Regions from separate parts of the Cyprinus carpio genome. Here region 1 is linked to region 2. A link is a contact called in public Hi-C data. All regions are on one chromosome and are shown on one strand. The core of a region is the stretch at or near the end of the contact, and the rest is flanking DNA. Distances in the headings are between cores, read along the strand shown.

The links. A called contact is a pair of places that touch in the nucleus more often than the background predicts.
Region 1: a contact with region 2 is called in a Hi-C map of liver, with 2.2 times the contacts expected there. The contact joins the promoter of LOC109062829 here to the enhancer-like site in region 2. A contact is called at or near these places in 3 of 8 Hi-C or Micro-C datasets (liver and skeletal muscle).

Annotation. Positions count from the first base shown.
Region 1 is chrB2:1,856,017-1,859,826 of ASM1834038v1, reverse strand. It overlaps LOC109062829 (forkhead box protein F2-like), which reads right to left and starts at 2,513. Exons shown (of 2, transcript XM_019079900.2): 1 at 801-2,513. The coding sequence starts at 1,785.
Region 2 is chrB2:1,789,406-1,793,363 of ASM1834038v1, reverse strand. No RefSeq gene overlaps it. Among protein-coding and RNA genes, the nearest start is that of irf4a, 33 kb to the right of the region's middle. Within about 2 kb of position 2,018, at least 1 of the 8 cell types and tissues checked has an H3K27ac peak or open chromatin away from gene starts, as enhancers often do. A contact at or near this core is called in liver, where this site is marked.

The DNA.
Region 1 (3,810 bases), core at 1,264-3,763, 66 kb before region 2:
TTTCCTAATTATACTGTGTCTCCAAAACAGTAGTGTAGGAAAATCAACTCAAAGAGTGTGAATAATTCTCAACTGCCACGCACAAACTTTAATTCATAAGTCTAAATGCGCCCTTAGCACACGTAACACATGTAGGCCTCTGAGAAATAAAGAAGAAAAAAATACATGTCCCAGTTTGAGGGAATAAAAAAAAATAAATAAAAAATATATGATTATACAACTCGCACGACTCTGGAATCTGCCCTTTCTATAAATACTATGGTCCCTAATTGTAAATAGTTATCGATGAACAGACATAATGATTGCAATAAAATGCATTTTTAAAAGCATTAATGAAATTGCTTCGACAATCTGTACTACTTCAGTACATCGAAAAAGGCTAAATTGTTACACATGATGTCCGCTAAAAACACATGTCCTTCTGTATACAAACTTGATTTGTGTGCTTAAATTAAAATATTTAGGCAGGCTTTTCGTTTTAAACGACATCACATTAAAATGTTTTTAAAACAACAGCAGCTACATTGATTTTTGTTTATGGGAAACTGCACTCTAAAAAAAATGCTGGGTTGTTTTAACCCAACTTTGGGTCACATATGGACTAATCCAGCTGTTGGGTTAAATTTTTACATTATTTGTTTTAACCCAAATGTTGAGTTAGTCCATACTTGACCCCAAAGTTGCATTGAAACAACCCAACATTTTTTAGAGAGTAGCCTCCCTAAGTATTCTATAAATGCCTTCTTAGACCTTTATACAGAAATATCAAATCGAGAGACTGTAAAGAGTGCGTGCTTTACCTGAGATGTCGGCCGACTCTCTGCCGTTGTGATGCAGATAGCCCTGCTCCAGAGAATAAGGCGGCATACTCGAGTGTAATCCAGAGGAGTTTGGGCTGCTGGAGGCTAGCGGCTGCTGTTTAATGTAAGGAGACACACCTGATGAAGCCCAATGTGCCGAGGCGGCTCCATACGGCGAATGGCACTCCAGAGAGCCGCTCATGGCCGGCGGAGAGTGCAGCGGACTGTTGCTGTTTTCTGGGCCGTACTCGCCGTTGGAAGCGACTTGGCATGCCGTCATGTATGTAGAACCCGAGCTGGGCGACATGTGTGAGACATGATGGCCTGCTGTACTGAGGCCATCGTAACCCGCGTGAACGCCAGGCACAGGGTTGCTCATCATGTCCAGATTGTAGCCGTTGGCGTGGCAGGCCAGCGACGCGGAGGGCGACTGGAAGTCGAAGTTTTGGGGCAGCATCGAAGCGCCGAAGCCGATGCCGTTCATCATGCGGTACATGGGTTTGAGAGCCTGGCATTTCCTTCGGAAACCACGGGGCCTGCGTCGGAAAGAGCCCTCCTCGAACATGAACTCGCTCCCGGGGTCGATGGTCCAGTAGTGGCCTTTTCCCGGCCGCCCGAGGCCTTTGGGAAGTTTGATGAAACACTCGTTAAGAGACAAATTGTGTCTGACGGAATTTTTCCAGCCTTGGTAGGAACCCCTAAAAAACGGGAAACGCGCTTGGAGGAACTGATAGATTTCACTCAGCGTTAACCTTTTGGTCGGAGAGCTCTGTATCGCCATGACTATGAGGGCGATATAGGAGTAAGGCGGCTTTTCGGGGCGCCTCATGCCCGAGTTGGACTTCTTGCCCTTGCTGCCGGTCGCAGCTGTGCTCTCCACCACTGTCTGCGTGCCCTGAAGCGCCGAGTGCATGGCACTGGATGCGGGGCTGGATCTGATGGGAGCCGGCGTGTCCAGCTGCTGCTGAGAGCTCTCAGTCGTCATTGCTAAGCCTTGTAGCCCAAACGAAGATGGACGGATGTAAAAAGACGGGTTCAGTCTTCAAAGAATGCGAGTCGGGGCTAAAAATACGGGAGAAACGTCGCGTACTCCAAGCAAATCTCTCTTAAAAGCCAGTGTCTCTCCGAGGTCAGTGCGCCACAATTGTGCTCCTGGTTGAAGCCACCAGATGTGTGTCGCCAGGATAGCGACCCCTCCTTAGTCTCTTGGTGGCCATCGCGAAGACTAATCCTTTAAGAGAAGGAAACTCAATGCTCCAGAGTCCTCTGGCGCAAAGACGTGCGGCCAAACAAAACGCGACCACCTATCAATTCGTAAATCTCTCTCTGCCCCCTAGATCCCCGCTAAATTCCTCCAAGAAATCTTCTCAAACTGCGGAGACCCACCCCTTTTCCATGTCTGGCATGCCTCCAGCTATCGGTCTGGCAGGAGGCTGTGCAGAGTCCGAGCAGAGAGACTCCCCACCTCCCCTCTGACAGCCTAAATACACGCAATAACGCCATTTATCAAGCCTAGTCCGACGTTTCAATCAACAGCGCCACACGCCAAACACCGGGGCGAAGGCTGTCAGAGCTCCAGTAATTAATGGCGTGTTTTGGTGAGATTTCTGGCACTGGAGGACGTGAGGTTGAAATAGAAAAGCACTTCTAGTGTGTTTGACCGTCGAGGGAACAACGTACGAAGCAAGAGTTCATCGCTTCACCTAGGAGAGAAGAATGCGAGCACGTAAGGCAGTGACCTGGTTGAGCATCTTGTCAAGTACGCATGATGGGGGTGGGCGAAAAAAGTCCGTCTCCAAGTGTATACAAGTTCTTGCAAAGGGCTGTTCTGGATAAATGATTTTGACATGAGTGGAAGCAGGCTTTTTCCATCAGCCGCTGCGCCAGTGCTCGGATACCACACACAGCGCAGTGTCAGTTTACCATCCCAGACCCCTATCATCCCCCCTGAGAGAGGGACTAATTAATTGTGGAAAGTGAGCTTAATTGGCCATACGAAAAAATAAAAGAAAGAAAGAAAAAAATCTCCATTTCAATGCAACATTCGTGATTATCGTGAAAGAAAAACAACAATAAATGCGCAAAGTCACTTGAAATTATTTTAAATGTTTAATTAAAACAAAAACAACCGTGCATGCAAAATAATAATAATAATAATATATATTTTTTATGATTGCATAATCTAAGTAGTCGGTTGTATTATTAACGAATTTTGTTTTATTATCATTACAAGCATCAATGATTAGTCCTATTTTAAACAATTCTTAGTGCGTGTATATTTATTTGCTCTGTAAACTAATCGATTCTACTACTGTTTACTGGCCTCTTACAGTTTAAACATTAGGCCTTCACAACAGTTGGTGTTTTTTAATTTGGCTTCGTCATGAATACGCGCACTAAAATATACGAATGCAAGCAATGCGGTGCAATATTCACAGCCTTGCCTCATAGGCAGAAACAAGCAGCCTCACATCTTTATCAAAGCCAACAAAAGGATGTGGAGATAAAATCAGCCCTCGTCATAACAATAAAGGTAAAGAAAATAATCGCCTCAAAAATTCCCGGCAACATCAAACCCGCTATCCCTGCTGCGTTCAGGATGCACGCTTGGCTTAGAAAAAGCCTTGCTCGGTGCAGAAGGAAAATACGCGAGAGACTTTGAAGGTTTCTCGTTGCGCGGATAATATTGTTGTACTAGACTGCTGGAATCCTCTACTGTTGTAGGTGACCTTTTGACTAAAGGTGACAAATCGACGTGGACTCTCCGAGTGCGCATTTGAAGGCTGTTTGTCACTGCTAAGAGCTGAATGATGCCGATATTAGAGGTTTTTACTCTCCGCGTGACAAGAGGCACTTCGGGGGACGGATATTTGCAGTTCTGGGCAGAAAATATAAATATTGAATTGCTAAATATATCTGTGTCCGCTCTCGGGGAAACTCTGCGAGGAAAAAAACAAAGCCCTGAGTTCTCGAGGCGCCTAGGAATGACGAATGTTTCTCTCCCTCACAA
Region 2 (3,958 bases), core at 769-3,268:
TCTTTCCCCCAATGATCCCAATTTACCCTAAAAGTATAAGGCTGCAATATTTAATATTAAATATATAATATAATATTTAATAATAAATATAGTATTAGTATTAGTATTATTGCTATTAGCTGTTTCTTCTTTTTAATACAGTAGCTACAAGCTGCCACTTTTTGAAGCATAAATGAATGCATAATAGCAAATACTGAATCTGTAATAATATAAACTATATCATTTGAACTCATGCAGGGGACGGGAAAGAGAAAAGCCATGACTCTGGCATGACACAGCGGCCCGGAGGTCATAAATCTGGAGTGTAACTGCAGGAAACGGAGACAGAAAGACCCGACGGTCTCGGTCTGTCAGAAACACTCGGGTCGATCACGAGACAGACTGACAAACACAGAGGTCATGAAAGGACAAGCAAAGGTCACGCCGGGCCAGTGACCCCGCTGTTTTTTTTTTCTCTGAGGTGTCGACAAGAGGGTAAAGTTTATTAAAGAGTCTGAACAGGAAAAGAGTCACCCGGTAAAGCCACACGTACATGACTTTATTATCAGTCCTACACTGTTATTATAAAAAGCAGTGCTAATGAGAGATTCTAACCTTTTGTTTTGAAATGTAAAACATTTTAATAAAAAAATGAATTAAAAAAAATGTAAACAGCACTGTTCCTTTTTGAATTTGCTAATATCAATGAATGCATTTGCTACAATGCATAGCGATGCCTGTATTTTTGACCAATTTCAGTAACTTCCCGTGAATTGAAACCATCTGTCTCTGCACTGCTGATAAACACCAGGGTTAATTCAGGCTAATTGGAACATTTTTTTTTTTCTCAGTCAACTAAAAGTGAATTTACCTGAATTCACCCTATAATTAATAAACAGAAACTTCATTGTAGGACTAAGTTAAACTGAACTAAGACAGATGATATCTCCTGATTCTCTTCAGGGAGGTCCAGCGCAAACCTTCACAGACGTACAGAGAGTGATTTGATGTTTGTAGGATCTTCACCAAAAGATCTCTCAACTTGTCCAGTCTGTAAAATCTTCATTTGCTCCTAAATGTGATCTCGACCTCCTGACCGCCGCGCATTGGGTTCTGAAACAATGTGAGGTTTGTTTCTGTGCTGCTGAGTCACTGTTGGAGAGATGATTGGGGGGTCGGAGTCTTTTGTCCATGTTTAGCTCTGAAGGATCTCTTTTGGGAGTACATCCATTTGCTCCGATAATGGATTATAGACAGTGAGAGAGCTTCCAGCTGGTGCTGGCCTACGCTGATGAAAAGCAGACCTCTCCAGTGCTCTGTGTGTGTGTGTGTGTGTGTGTGTGTGTGTGTGTGTGTGTGTGTGTGTGTGTGTGTGTGTGTGTGTGTGTGTGTGTGTGTGTGTGTAGAGGATGGACTGGTGTGTAAATTCTCAGTCCTATTAAAACAGTTGGAAAATGTGAAAGAGCATTTCAGACGTCACTGAACAGAGACAACGTCATGGGATTATTTAAGATTTCACTTTTTCCACAAATGTAGACAAATAGAGTACTTTCGTCTGTTTTATTATTTCCCAAAAAGCATCATAGAGGCGTTAAAGTAAGAAAAATAAAAATGATTTTGTTTTGTTTGTTTGTTTTTTGTATATGCCATTATTGAAAAAAAAAACTGCATTTAAAACAAAATCATATATTTTCTGATTTATGTTGCTTATTTATTGTTCTAGTGCTGTGAAATGAAAGATTGAGGTTGAAAAAAACTGGAAAACCTCTTATAAAATAATGCAACTAAATATATTTAGTTTCACGTACTGAAAGTGTTTATTTTTAAGAGTTTCAGACCTTGTTTTGCACCCTGTTCGTGGAAATTGCTGGTTACATCACACAACCCTGTCCTACCACAGAACCCTGTTTATATGCGAGTTGTGTTATGAAGCGAGTATGGAAAGGTTTATGATGTATTAATGTTTTTTTATGGCTTAGATATAGCTTTCACTGGCATTTTTAGTGGGTTGATTTCTGTGGCGCAGTAATATATTTGTGTCATGGCCACAACCACAACATAAATTTGATGCCACTCAAGTTTTTTCTTTAATAATGTAACTTTTATCACAGCCATGCTATGAAACATGATAAAAATTTCAGAATTCAAGCTTAGTGAGATTTTAAATATTCTGTTGAATAATGTCATGAAGTGATAGTAAATGAATCAAAATGTATATGTTTGGGATATTCTGATTTTTGAGGGGCAAGCGGCTGCTGGTATCTCTGTTGTCAAAGTTTATGGCCTTTTAGCTTTAGAATCAACAATATGACTTCTATAAATAGTGTAAAAAACTGAAATTTATTTCTGTCAACAAATTATGAATGTTAAATGAGAGTAGAATTCCTCTGAAAACTCCAGGTGATGTCACTTTCAATTAAAATTAAGTTTTTAAATAAATGTGATTGATCTTTGAAATCTAGTCCACACTTTACCAAAGCAGCGTTGTGTGTGCGTGCGTGCGTGCGTGCGTGCGTGCGTGTGTGTGTGTGTGTGTGTGTGTGTGTGTGTGTGTGTGTGTGTGTGTGTGTGTGTGTGTGTGTGTGTGTGTGTCAGAGTGAGAGAAGCAGAAAAGCGGCAGAGGAAGAGAAAGAGACGGCGGGAGGCTGTATGTTCTGCTTGTTCTGTCTATGTTCATGCCTTCCCTTTTTTATCTCCCATCAGGGATCCAAGAATGAAGGGGCCTTGTTTATTGTTTTACCTCCAGTTCCTGAAATTGAAAATGTCCTGGACCTCTGCCAGTCACGCTGAGTGACAGAGCTCTGCCACCTCCGTCCCAAAATAGACCACTAGACCCACAGACCTTAAGCTTTCTCCGAGCATGATCTCTTCAGTCGGAAAGCCTGCGCGTTTCTTCCCTTAATGTGCTGCTGACTTCATTTCACTGAACTGATCTGATCTCGTTCACGCTCTTTGACAAACAGCTTTTCCCTCGCTGAGAGTCTGACCACTTTTATAGATGATGTATTCATTCGCCTTGATCTCGGTGTTTGATTTACTTAACCTAAAAGTTAAACATCTGAGACGCACGGGCAGCTGTCGGCTTTTAAAAGGGAAGAGAGTGTACAATGTTGCTTAATTTGCCGGGGGCTTTCGCACCGCTGGGACCACCCATAGAGCTGTCATCTGAAAATCACACACAAACCACCCAGCTCGACCAGTGCCAGCCTCTCTCTCTCTCTCTGTCCCTCACACACACCCAGGCGCAAACACAGCTCGAGCCCGAGAACAGTCCGCCGCGCGCTGCACCGAAATATGCGCTGCGCGTGATAACACCGGGTTTATTCTGTTTAAAAATACGATTTAATCAGATATGAATAGCTATATCAGGCTGCAATGAGAGTCATTTTTATTTATTTTTTTATTTTTAACATATGAAATTATCAAAACATTCAAATGTATTAATTTTATTTTGCTAGTCCCCTTTAGACATTCTACTAACAGTAAGTAACTTCGCTACTACATGTCTACTAACTCTCCGAGTAGACTGTAGGGTTAGATTTAGAGTTAGTTGACATACACTTGTAAAGTTTCTTATAGTCAGTGCGTTTGTACGCATCAGAATAAAGTGTTAGAAGATATTAAACAGGCAATCTACTAATACTCTAATTTGACATGTAGTTGCAAAGTTACTCACTGTCTAAAGTGGACTATCAAATTTAAAAAAAGTCCAACAAATAAGCAAATTTGTAATCAAATATGCAAACATTTCATAAATCTTTATTTTGGTTTGAAAAGTTCAGTCTACAATGAAATAGTTATGGATTTTTTTTTTTTTTTTATGGAATAATGTGTTTATTTTCATAAGGTATGAACGGAGACATATTTGGTTTATTTGCAAAATGAAGGTAACTTAATTGGTCCCTCTTTATATTGGTTATCTAAATAAGTTTTATTAAATATTTAAGATTATACTTACATATGAAAAAATAATTGTTAG